Regions from separate parts of the Mus musculus genome. Here region 1 is linked to region 2. Evidence: chromatin contacts called from public Hi-C data. All regions are on one chromosome and are shown on one strand. The core of a region is the stretch at or near the end of the contact, and the rest is flanking DNA. Distances in the headings are between cores, read along the strand shown.

Evidence for each region. Hi-C and Micro-C count contacts between places; a contact is called where the count stands out from the background.
Region 1: a Hi-C map of cerebral cortex shows a contact between it and region 2, with 2.2 times the contacts expected there. The contact joins the promoter of Cbr4 here to the enhancer-like site in region 2. A contact is called at or near these places in 4 of 39 promoter capture datasets (HPC-7-derived erythroid cells, frontonasal cranial neural crest, neural stem cells and 1 more), 1 of 484 Hi-C or Micro-C datasets (cerebral cortex) and 4 of 115 datasets of contacts at active chromatin or transcription factors (embryonic hindbrain, embryonic stem cells, pancreatic cancer cells and 1 more).

What each region holds. Positions count from the first base shown.
Region 1 is chr8:61,485,564-61,490,794 of GRCm38.p6, reverse strand. It overlaps Cbr4 (carbonyl reductase 4), which reads right to left and starts at 3,061. Exons shown (of 5, transcript NM_145595.2): 1 at 2,805-3,061; 2 at 735-855. The coding sequence starts at 2,946.
Region 2 is chr8:61,302,313-61,307,650 of GRCm38.p6, reverse strand. All of the region lies in intron 2 of Sh3rf1 (SH3 domain containing ring finger 1), which reads right to left. It overlaps Gm40499 (a long non-coding RNA gene), which reads right to left. Exons shown (of 2, transcript XR_870456.2): 1 at 1-5,338. Among named protein-coding and RNA genes, the nearest start is that of Gm40499, 4.2 kb to the right of the region's middle. Within about 2 kb of position 1,505, at least 15 of the 459 cell types and tissues checked have an H3K27ac peak or open chromatin away from gene starts, as enhancers often do. A contact at or near this core is called in cerebral cortex, where this site is marked.

The sequences.
Region 1 (5,231 bases), core at 1,812-4,311, 180 kb before region 2:
GGTGATGGTTGTTAGGACTGATCCAACTGGACATTTATCTCATCATAAAAGAATTAGGCTAAAGAAATGGCTCATTGATCAAGAACACATACTGATCTTACAGAGAGTGCAGGTGCAGTTCCAAGTAGCTCACAGGCTCCCGTATCACCAACTCCAGGGATTTGATGCCCTCCTTTCGCTCCTGTGGGAATCCACACACTCCGCACGTACTAACATGCAGATACACACACCATTTTTAAAATAAAAGAATGTATGATAATTTTCTAAAAAGCCTTTCCAGTTAGAAATAAAACAGCCTAATATATTGTCTCATACTGATGTGGTGTTCGGAGTGAGAATGGTCCCCGGAGGCGCATATATTTGAATGCTGAGCCCCAGTTTAGAACCAAGTTTGGGAAGGATTAGGGAGTGTGGCCTTGTTGGAGGAGGTGTGTCACTGGGAGTGGGCTTTGAGGTTTCCAAAGACTGGCTCCATTCCCACTGTGCCCTATCTCTGCCTCCTATATGCCAATCACAATATGGGTTCCCGGCTGCTGCTACCCACCATGGCTTTACTCCACCAACATGGCTCTAACACTCTGAAACCATAACCTCAATCGAACACTCTGTTTTATATATAGCTTTGGGTCATGACATTTCGTAATAGCAATGGAAAAGAAACTAAGCCATCAACGCATTAAGAAAAAAAATCTTTTAAAACAGGTATCACAAATTCACCTCAATCTTTGACCAACCTGTTGATACCGGCTGCATTTACCAAGAAATTTACTGGACCTAAATGTTTCTCCATCTCTTGAAATGTACTCTGAACATCTTGTTCTTTGGCAACATCACACCTAAATGCCAAGTGGTTTCCTACAAAACAAAGTTAAATCAGAATTACCTCTAAATCTTAACTTGAATTTCGAATTTATTTGCTTTATGATTAGACTCTTCAGCAAGCCTGTGCTGGGCCGAGCAATGACAGCCAGTCATGGGTTCCTGCCCTCAGAGCACACGATGAAAGGACAGGGTGGATGGAAGTGAAGGAGAAATAATGAGGTTTGTTTTTTCCGTCTTGTGTATGAGTGTTTTGTTTTTGTTTTGCTTTGAGATAAGGTTTTACTGTGTTGCCTAGACTGACTTCAAAACTCAGGCTCATCTTGCCTCTGCCTGCCAAATTCTAGGATACAGCAAGTACATAAAATAAAACATTATCGAAATCTAACTTTAACTTTGGAGTTTTCTTGAATGGGAGATTTAGACACAAGAACTATGGGTACCTGGCTACCCATAATGTTGGCACTTGCTGGACTCACAAGTTCATGGCTATTCTGAGTGACACCTCAAACCCTTAAGAAGAAATAAGCTTGGAAAGTCTAGAAACAAAAGTGGTCAGGGCCAGCAAGATGGCTCACTTGATAAGGGCACTTTCCACCACGCCTAACAATCTGGGTTGAACCTTTGGGTCCCATACAATGAAAGGAAAGAACAGACTGTCCTCTGAGTTCCTCAGGTGCACAATGACATAGATGTACTCATCCAACCAAATGAATAAATGTGATTTTTAAAACTGCAATTAAATCTGGGCATGGTAGTGTATACCTTCCGTCTCAGCTTTGGGATAGGAGATTACTACTGTAAGGTTGTGGCCAGCATGGACAAGAGAGGTGGCTCCATAGAACTCCCTGATCCCTATCACCAAACTCACGAAGTCACTGATGGGCTTGGGGAAGCAACCCTGACTTCAAAGTAAACATATTCCCTATCTGATAAGCTACCATATTAATATATATGCTCCTCAATTTATGATAGGGATACATCAAGATGAACCAACTATATGATGGAGAGCCGAAGAACAGGTAACTAGTACCACAGGGCAAGGTGGAGTATCTAGCAAACTGGAAGCAATGCTGACTGGCTAGGTGTTGAGGCTCGTGTTCACACCCAAGGTGAACAGATGTGTTCCCCTGTGTTCCCAGCACGGAGGAGGCAGAGACCAGCTCCTGATCCAAGGGAAACCTAGGCTGCGTAGTGAGACCCTATGTCCGAGAAAGCTGGATACCACACCGCAGGTTCAGAGTGTACTCTGTACTAAAGACATCACCGTCCCATCACAGTAAGGAGATCTCAGCAACTGGGAAGCTGAGACACGAGATCCACAAGTTCAAAGCCAGTGTGAGTTACATATCAAGGCTATTTCCACATAAGTAAAGAAATATAGTCGGCACCAGACACTCTTAGACCTACAAGATACCCAATGCTTTCCTGATAGTGACATGTATTTTTCTCCATTCTTCAAGTTGTCTTCTCCAAACGAGACTTAAACTTGCAATGCAATGACTAATCCGTTAATAACCTGGGGTTGGGGGGGGGGGGGCTGGAATAGGAATACAATCAAAGGGCCTGGGAAAACAAATTAGTAACTTACTAAAGTCATTGATGGGCTTGGAGAAGCAACCCTGACTTATCAAGAGTTTCTCTTTGAAATACTGTCGGGTGCCTTCGCAAAGGGCAAGAGCTCTCAGCAAAATGCAATCTAGCCATTTGTATCTGACTTCTCTACTTTCAGTATAATCGCGTCCATTCTCTCCTCCCAGAGGCCAGAGCAAGGCAGCTCTCAATATCAGCACTGGCCGCGGGGAAGGCAACTACTTGTCAGGGGTCCTTAGAATCTGCCTGGAGTAGGCGAGAGCCCCTGTGAGTGTTTGGTCATGGGGCACGAGCGATCTGGGGCGCAAACCCGGGTACATGGGCAGGGCCCGTGGACTGGAACTCAAGGACTTGCACCTTGGTCGCACGGCGAGGACACTTCCGGTACATACCGCCGAGCTCGCCGGCGGTGACTTTGGCCACTTCCAGGTTTCTGGAGACGATCGCCAGACGGTAACCCTTCTGGGCCATTAGCTGGGCTACCGCCCTGCCGATCCCCCGGGAGCCTCCAAAAACCGCACAGACTTTGTCCATCTTGGACCGCGGACCAGCAAGATGGATCCCTGAGACTCAGAACTTGTAATAAAAGACACAGCTACTGACAAAACCAGTATGCTCTCCTTTCAACAGACAACCCAGGCCACAAAACAAGGCGCGAGGATTAGACGTCAGTGCACACGGACTCTTCGAGGGTTGCATTGCATTCTGGGACTTGTAGTCCTTACTCTCTTGCACTTGTGAGCATTTTAGTAACTGCTGCTGGATGCCTATTCCCAAGCCTGGTTAGTTCTATGAGGGTAAATGTCCTGTCAAAGAGCACAAGCCGTGTGTGGTGGCTCAGGCCTGTTCACTCATCACTGTTCAAGGCCAGCCTGGTCTAGAGAGTGAGATCTTGTCTCAAAGACAGCAACAAAGAAAGAACACTGTGTAGAGGGATTCAATAAATGCTTGTACTCCTCTTTTTGAGGAAAAGACCTGCTATGTTACCCAGGCTGGCCTCAGATTCTCTATGATTCTCCTCCCTCAGCCTCCACAGAGCTGCTGGCATCTACAGGTATGGGCCTCCACGCTCTTCGACTGATCAGAATAGAGTAAAGATTAAAGAGCAAGCTTAGGTCATTATTGGCAATATTGGGTTCCTATACTCCTAAATAAGATATCCTGAGTGCTTTTTTTTTTTTTTTTAAGAAAAAGTTAGCTGGGCATGGTGGTGCATGCTTTTAATCCCACACTAAGGAGGCAGAGGCAGGTAAATCTCTTGAGTTGAAGACCAGATTGGTCTAGAGTTCCAGGACAGCCAGGGCTGCACAGAGAACTCTGTCTCAACCATGCCTCCCAAATAAACAGATAATAAATAAATAAATAAATAAATAAATAAATAAATAAATAAATGGCATGATTTGTTAGCATTCTAGTGTAAAGAGAACATTTCTTGACAGAATATTAGTGTACTAAATAAAAAAGTAGACCATAGTCCCTATTGGAGGTAGGGAGAATTCTGGAGCAACAGGACTAACTCACATAAAACTCTAATGGGCTAAATTGTTTATTAAAGTACAAAGTTGTATTAACACCAGAAATCAAAAGGCCAGTGAGGACTGAAGGCACAGCAAGCTGGCAAAGCCGGGTCTGAGTATTGATTTCTAAATTGGGGAGGGGTGGGGACCTACCAGAAAAGTTGCACATTAATTTTAAAGTTTTTCTTTTTCTTTTTTTTTTACCTTAAAGAGAATACTATATAGTTTATTAAGCAAAACATGAATGACCAGATTTATGTTGCTACAAATCCCATGTTCCAATGTTTTATGAAGTTTTTCATTGTAATAAAACAAAGCCATACATATTTTTAACCCATCAAGTCTAGCTAGTGGTGTGAGTGTGTGTGTGTGTGTGTGTGTGTGTGTGTTCCACTGGGTATTGGAGACAATCTTCAAATATGTTGGTTGTCAGAGAAGAAAGGTAAATACCAACTCAACTAAACACCCCTAGATCTACAATGACAATCTGCCCTGAATGTGACATGCCCATGCAATAGTTGTTGGTTACATAAACAATGTTTATGCAAAAACCATGACTGGATTTAAGGCCCACCCCATGAAGCTAAGCCTGTCAATACTTGGTGACCAAAAACCTGAGACTAAATAGGCCTAGGGGAAGTACCTACGACAAATATCACTGTCCTGATGAAGTAATGTAGCAATAAAAAAGACTCCAAATGACATTCTGCTATTTCCCTTGGTCAATGTCATACTCAGCCCTCACCGGAGAAGCTTCCTCTTCCAGTATACGGGAACTAACAGAGAGCCACACCTGGACAGTGTGCAGAGAGTTAGAGGTTGGGATACTCACTATATGTTCTAAATGGGATATCTTCATTAAACCCGTCTGCTCAGGGTTCAGGGATCTATAACAAAGATGTGGAAATAGTGTAAGAGCCAGAGGGGAAGAAAGACACTAAGGAGAAAGTGTCTTCTAGACGCCAGGATTGATGTAGATATCAACTCAGAAACTGTAGTAGCATGCACAGAGCCTACACAGGTCCAAGCCAAATGGGTCCAAGCAAGAGGGAGAAGTGGACATGGATTTCCAGCCTTAACCCAGAAGCTGCCTCCTATTAATAACTGCTTGCAAAGGAAAATTAGTTTGCTCCAGCAGACTTTCATTGAATATACAAACTACACTAAAGGGTAAGGCCAAGGCCAGCAGTAAACTGCTGACACCAAAGAAACTCACTGGTATGTTTGGAATTTTTTTTTGTCTCATCTTGCCCCATTTGAACAATTTTTTTAAACCTTACTACTCTTTTGCTTGTATATTGC
Region 2 (5,338 bases), core at 256-2,755:
GTATAGCCCTGGCTGTCCTGGAACTCATGCTGCAGACCAGGCTGGCCTCAAACTCAGATAAATCCACCTGCCTCTGCCTCCCAAGTGCTGAGATTAAAGGCATGTTCCACCACTGCCCAGCCAATTTGTTCTTAATTTCTTAGTATCACCAAGGAAACTTGAAACTGTATACAATATTATGATAGACAATTGGAAGATACAAGACCAGATTAGCAAAAGAGTTAACCTCTAAGTTGAAGGGATTTTACTGGTCTCCATCCGAGTGATTTGGCAACTTTTGACCTGTCTTACAGGAAATGTTTTCCATAGACACAAATGGCTGGTTTCACTGTTAATCATTCGCTTCCCTCTCCTCTGTGTCTCTTTAGCCCAGGCTAGCCTGCAGACGGATGTACAAAGGAGAAGGTACTCAGATGCAGAGAATATCAACATATTTAACCACCCAGATAGAAGGACAACTTTATATGTCCTTAAAGAAATTATACTAGATAGTAGATATGTTAGACAAAGAACCCCTAACACTCAAAAAAGCAAGATACCTTTAGTAATGTTTAAAGAAAAATAATTCTAAAAACAAATTATCAACAAGAAACAACAGAAGGTACCACTGTGGCTGGGAATCTTCCTTGGGTTATAGAAATATAGAAAGAACCCTTTTCTCCACTTCTATAAAATCAGGACATTTATGGGGCTGCAAAGATAAAGCTGCCAGACTGTCTCCGTAGTGTGGTTCCCAAGGAGCTCTGTCTGCTTTTAAAGCGGTAAGAGGTGATGTCATTCCTTTTACTTAAATGTGTTACCTGGGCTATAGCAGTGTAAGAGGCACGAGTTGTTAGCAAACAGTCCTTGGTGGCTAATGAAAATCCACCCACAGGAGTGCTGCAGTACACAGGATGTGCTGGACCTTGGGGGGCATTACCCATCAGCTGGCTGACTTGGAGCACTGGCCGCCCCTACCTCTGAAATCCATTTAGTACAGCCTGTCTGTGCACACCATCTGTGTTACCAGGGCAAAGTCTCTGCCAACTGCTTTCCACCTACAATCTTTGCTTAATTCTTCTCAAAATTTAAGTTGCTGCTAGTTCCATGGGCAGAACCAGAGGAGCAGGCACCATGCACCCAGGCATATACTGACACAGGCCTGATGTTCCTCACTGGGGGACTCTAGAAAAGACACAGGACCTGGGCCAGAATCAGGGTCGCTCCAATTTGTCCCAAGTTACTTCACTTCCCCGGGTCTCTCATGAAGACAGCTATTCAGATTTAACTGATCCAAAGAGAACATCATGATCTTAATCTCGAGTCCATGGCAACCACTAATAAACTATGGGGAAAGGATCTTGATTGGAAGACAAGGAAGGCCAATGGCACAGATTTCTAACGTCCTACACTTAGGCACGGTAGGAAGAGTTGTGTTGGGTTTTGCACACTGGCTAAGTGTAGGGGATGCCAAGATCAAGCCTGTGTTAGCAGATGTAAACTAAATTATCCCTTGAATAACGTCATCCAGGGCTAAAGGAGGCTGAGAGCTCTGGGCCCAGCAATAGGCAAGACTACACTCATGGGTGATTATCAGTTATAAAGGGTTTTACTTCCTGACTCAAACTCTTGGTGTCTCTTTCAAGCAGCGGTACTACAGGGGGCAGGAGGATAAAAGTTTCCTTATTCTTGACATCTTGCAAGTGAGACCAGGAGTTTATCTGCTTCTCTGTATGACACTTCCTTCAAAAGGACAAACTATTAACAAGAGTTTGCAGCCCTCCTCCCTTCCGGGTTATGAAGATCACTATCTAAAAGGGTGATTCTTTCATTTTCCTCACTCGAGCCACGGATATTTTTCAGGGCCCCACCACAGACCAAACACCAGGCTAAAGCACAAATGTGAAGTGATGAATAAGGCAGATATGGAGCCATAGAGCAATAGGGCAGAAGGAACGATAACCCTCCAAACCAAGTGCGTATAGTGTTTAATCTCGCTGACATCTTTAGCTGAAACAAGAAATGGTACTTAATGGTGGTTTGATAAGAATGGCCCCCACAGACTCCCTCATAGGGAGGGGCACTATTAGGAGGTGTGGCCTTGTTAGAGGGAGTATGTCACTGTGGGGCCAGTCTCTGAAGTCCTCTATACTCAAGGTATGCTCAATATGGCCCTCACTCTTTCTCTGCTATGAGTGGATCAAGATGTAGAACTCTTAGCTCCTTCTCCAACACCATTTTGGCCTGCATGCTGCCATGTTTCCTGACATGAGGAAAATGGACTAAATCTCTAAGCTGTAAGCCAGCCCTTAATTAAATGTTTCCTTTTATAAGCATTGCCTTGGTCACATTGTCTCTGCACAACAATAAAACCCAAACTAAGACAGAACTCCTGGTGAGCATTCTTTTTTTTTTTTCTAATAGGAGAATACTTTAATTGTCCCAAGGTGATTGACAACTTCTTGTCCCTACCTTCAAAGTTCCTACAGAGGAAAAGGAACAGAGGAGAGGAAATGGGGCCAGGCCAGAGGCAGAAGACCACACCCCAGCCATAGCCCAATCCAAGGTCTCAACAGCCATAAGAGCTTGAGGACATGAAAGAGCCCATTTAAAACTTTGACTCTAGTCCAGCCTCCTTTGTCCCTTGAGTCCTCAGTGGCGACTGATAATAACACTTCTGAATAGATGCTGCTTTGAAGAGTGAAAGGCTGGGACATTTCCCTGCTCCTGGCGATGTGGCTAAAGCTATAAAGGTAAAGCTGTAGAGACACACACAGGGTCAGGCAAGAGTTAGAGACCCAAAAACTGAATTGCTGAGCTCCCTCACACAGGCCTTTATCCCCTATTGCCTACGGTCCATTGTGCCCCAGGAGTCCTCAGAAACACACAAGAGGACACTGGACCCTCCACACTGTGAGATGGGCATCAGCTCATGCTTATCAGTAAAGAAAGAGATGTTGGTCTGGAGAGGTGGGTCAGCCATTACGGGCACTAGCTGCTCTTCCAGAGGATCCAGGTTCAAATCCCAGTACCCACATGGTGGCATAATTGTCAAAAATTCCAGTCCTATGAGGTCTAGTGTTCTGGCCTCTATGGGCACCTGGCACATACGTGGTGAGAGACATACATGCAGGCACAACATCCATACGCTTAAAATAATAATAAAGTTTAAGAAAAGGAAGCAAAGTCATGAAACTATATGAGTTCGGAACTGGCAACTTCCAGGGATAGTTTAGTATAAGAAATGGGAACGCCTCCTGCACAAGGATAATCGGCCACTTTCCAACAAGAAACTAACAAAGCTTTAAGTAAAGTGGAGTTTCAGAGTGCCTGCACTCACAGCTAAGAATTTATGTGACTCATTTTTATTAAAATGATAGTATTTCTCAGAGACTGAATATAAAATAATTGCTATATCCAATCTTATTTTCTTTCTGATTCCACTATAAAACTTCTTGTGCCTGAAGCCACACAAAAACAGTTAAAAAATTAAATTATTACAAAAGGAATTATGGAGGTAGAGGTGGCTCTGTGGGTAATGAATGGTACTTGCTGCCAAGTCTGAAGACCTGATTTCCATCCCTGAGACCCAGATACAGGGGGAAAGAGAGAACTGCATTCTGCAGTATGTTCTCTTACCTCCACATCTGCACTGTGGCATGCCTACACACACACACACACACACACACACACACAGAGAGAGAGAGAGAGAGAGAGAGAGAGAGAGAGAGAGAGAGAGAGAGATTCCTTGTGATATTTCAAACTATTAGGGTTGCTAGAGCTATATTCCCTAAGTAGTATTTTAATGACAAATATTTTTGTATTTCCTCTGTGTGTTTGTGTGTGTGTGTGTGTGTGTGTGTTTGTGTATAGGTGTGTGAGTGTGTGTGGTATCACTGTCTGTCCATCTGACTGTCTTAATCCCTTTCTCTCTCTCCTCCTCCCCACATTGATATATAACTTTTTAAAAAGATTTATTTATTATTATACATAAGTTCACTGTAGCTGACGCACCAGAAGAGGGTGTCAGATCTCATTATGGGTGGTTGTGAGCCACCATGTGGTTGCTGGGATTTGAACTCAGGACCTTCAGAGGAGCAATCGGTGCCCTTACCCGCTGAGCCTTCTCACCAGCCCGATATATCAACTTTTAAATTTCTTTTATTTCTGTTGTTGCTTTACGAGTTTGTTTGTTTCTTTATTCTTTTTCCTTCTGTAGACTGGGTTTCACATGGCACAGGCTAGCCCCAAACTTGCTATGTAGCAGAGAGCCAAGGATAGCGAACTCCTAAGCCTCCTGGCTGAACCTCCACGATGCTGGGATTCCAGGTGTGCAGCCCGGAGCCCAGCCGATGTGCAGCCTTCAAGGCTTATTTGCTTTTCATTAGCTAAGTCTCCATCAATAGCAAAGCAATGAAGTCTTTTTACAACTTTATTATCTAAGCAAGCACCTGAATCTATAAATAACAATGTTATCCCGAGTTCAGATCAGCTGTAATAGTTACCATTGAAAAGAAAGAAATGTAAAGAGATGGCTCAATGGATAACAGAGCTGGCATCTAGAGTGTGGGAACCCAGTGTTCATGAAAAACAAAACAAGTCAACTACAGCTCCTCAGATTAGAGCATTTGTTGCTCTTGTAGGGGATCAGGGTTTGATTCTTAGCACACACATGAAAGCTCACAACGTCTGTAACCTCAGGGGATCCAATGCTGCCTTTTGGCTTCTGCTAGCACCTAGTGTACATATAGAGCAGATACATATACATATATACAGACATAAATACATGCATACATACATACATACATTCATATAAGCAAGCAAAGCAGTCATACAAATAAATTGAAGTGAATAGATCTTCAAAAATTAAAGGAAAAAAAGTGTCCCTTTGTATGTGACAATAACCTCTGCACTGTAGTAGAGACAGAAGACTCACAGGGACTTGCTGACTGTCAGACCTGCTCAGATTCAAGAAATCTGAGCAGATTCCCTATCTCAAGGGAATAAGATCAAAAGATGTGCATACAGCATACAGAGACACACCACATACACTAGAGTACACACACGCACACGCACACGCACGAAATAGACATGCTTTCAAGCAAACAGGGAAGGTTGGTTAGTGTCAGCCTTTCTTCCAAAATTCATTTTAACTTGGAACCTCAGCATCGAATATTATTTGGGTATATGGTCTTTGAGTTGAGCCACAGTGATTCAAATAGGCTATATAGCTAGTATCTAGAATCTGTACAAGAAAGCCACGAGAAGGCACAGCTAATCAGAGCAAAGAGAGATGGGTAACAAAGGCAGACATCATGATGACACAAGTAAAAAGCCAAAGGATGTTAAACATGGCTAG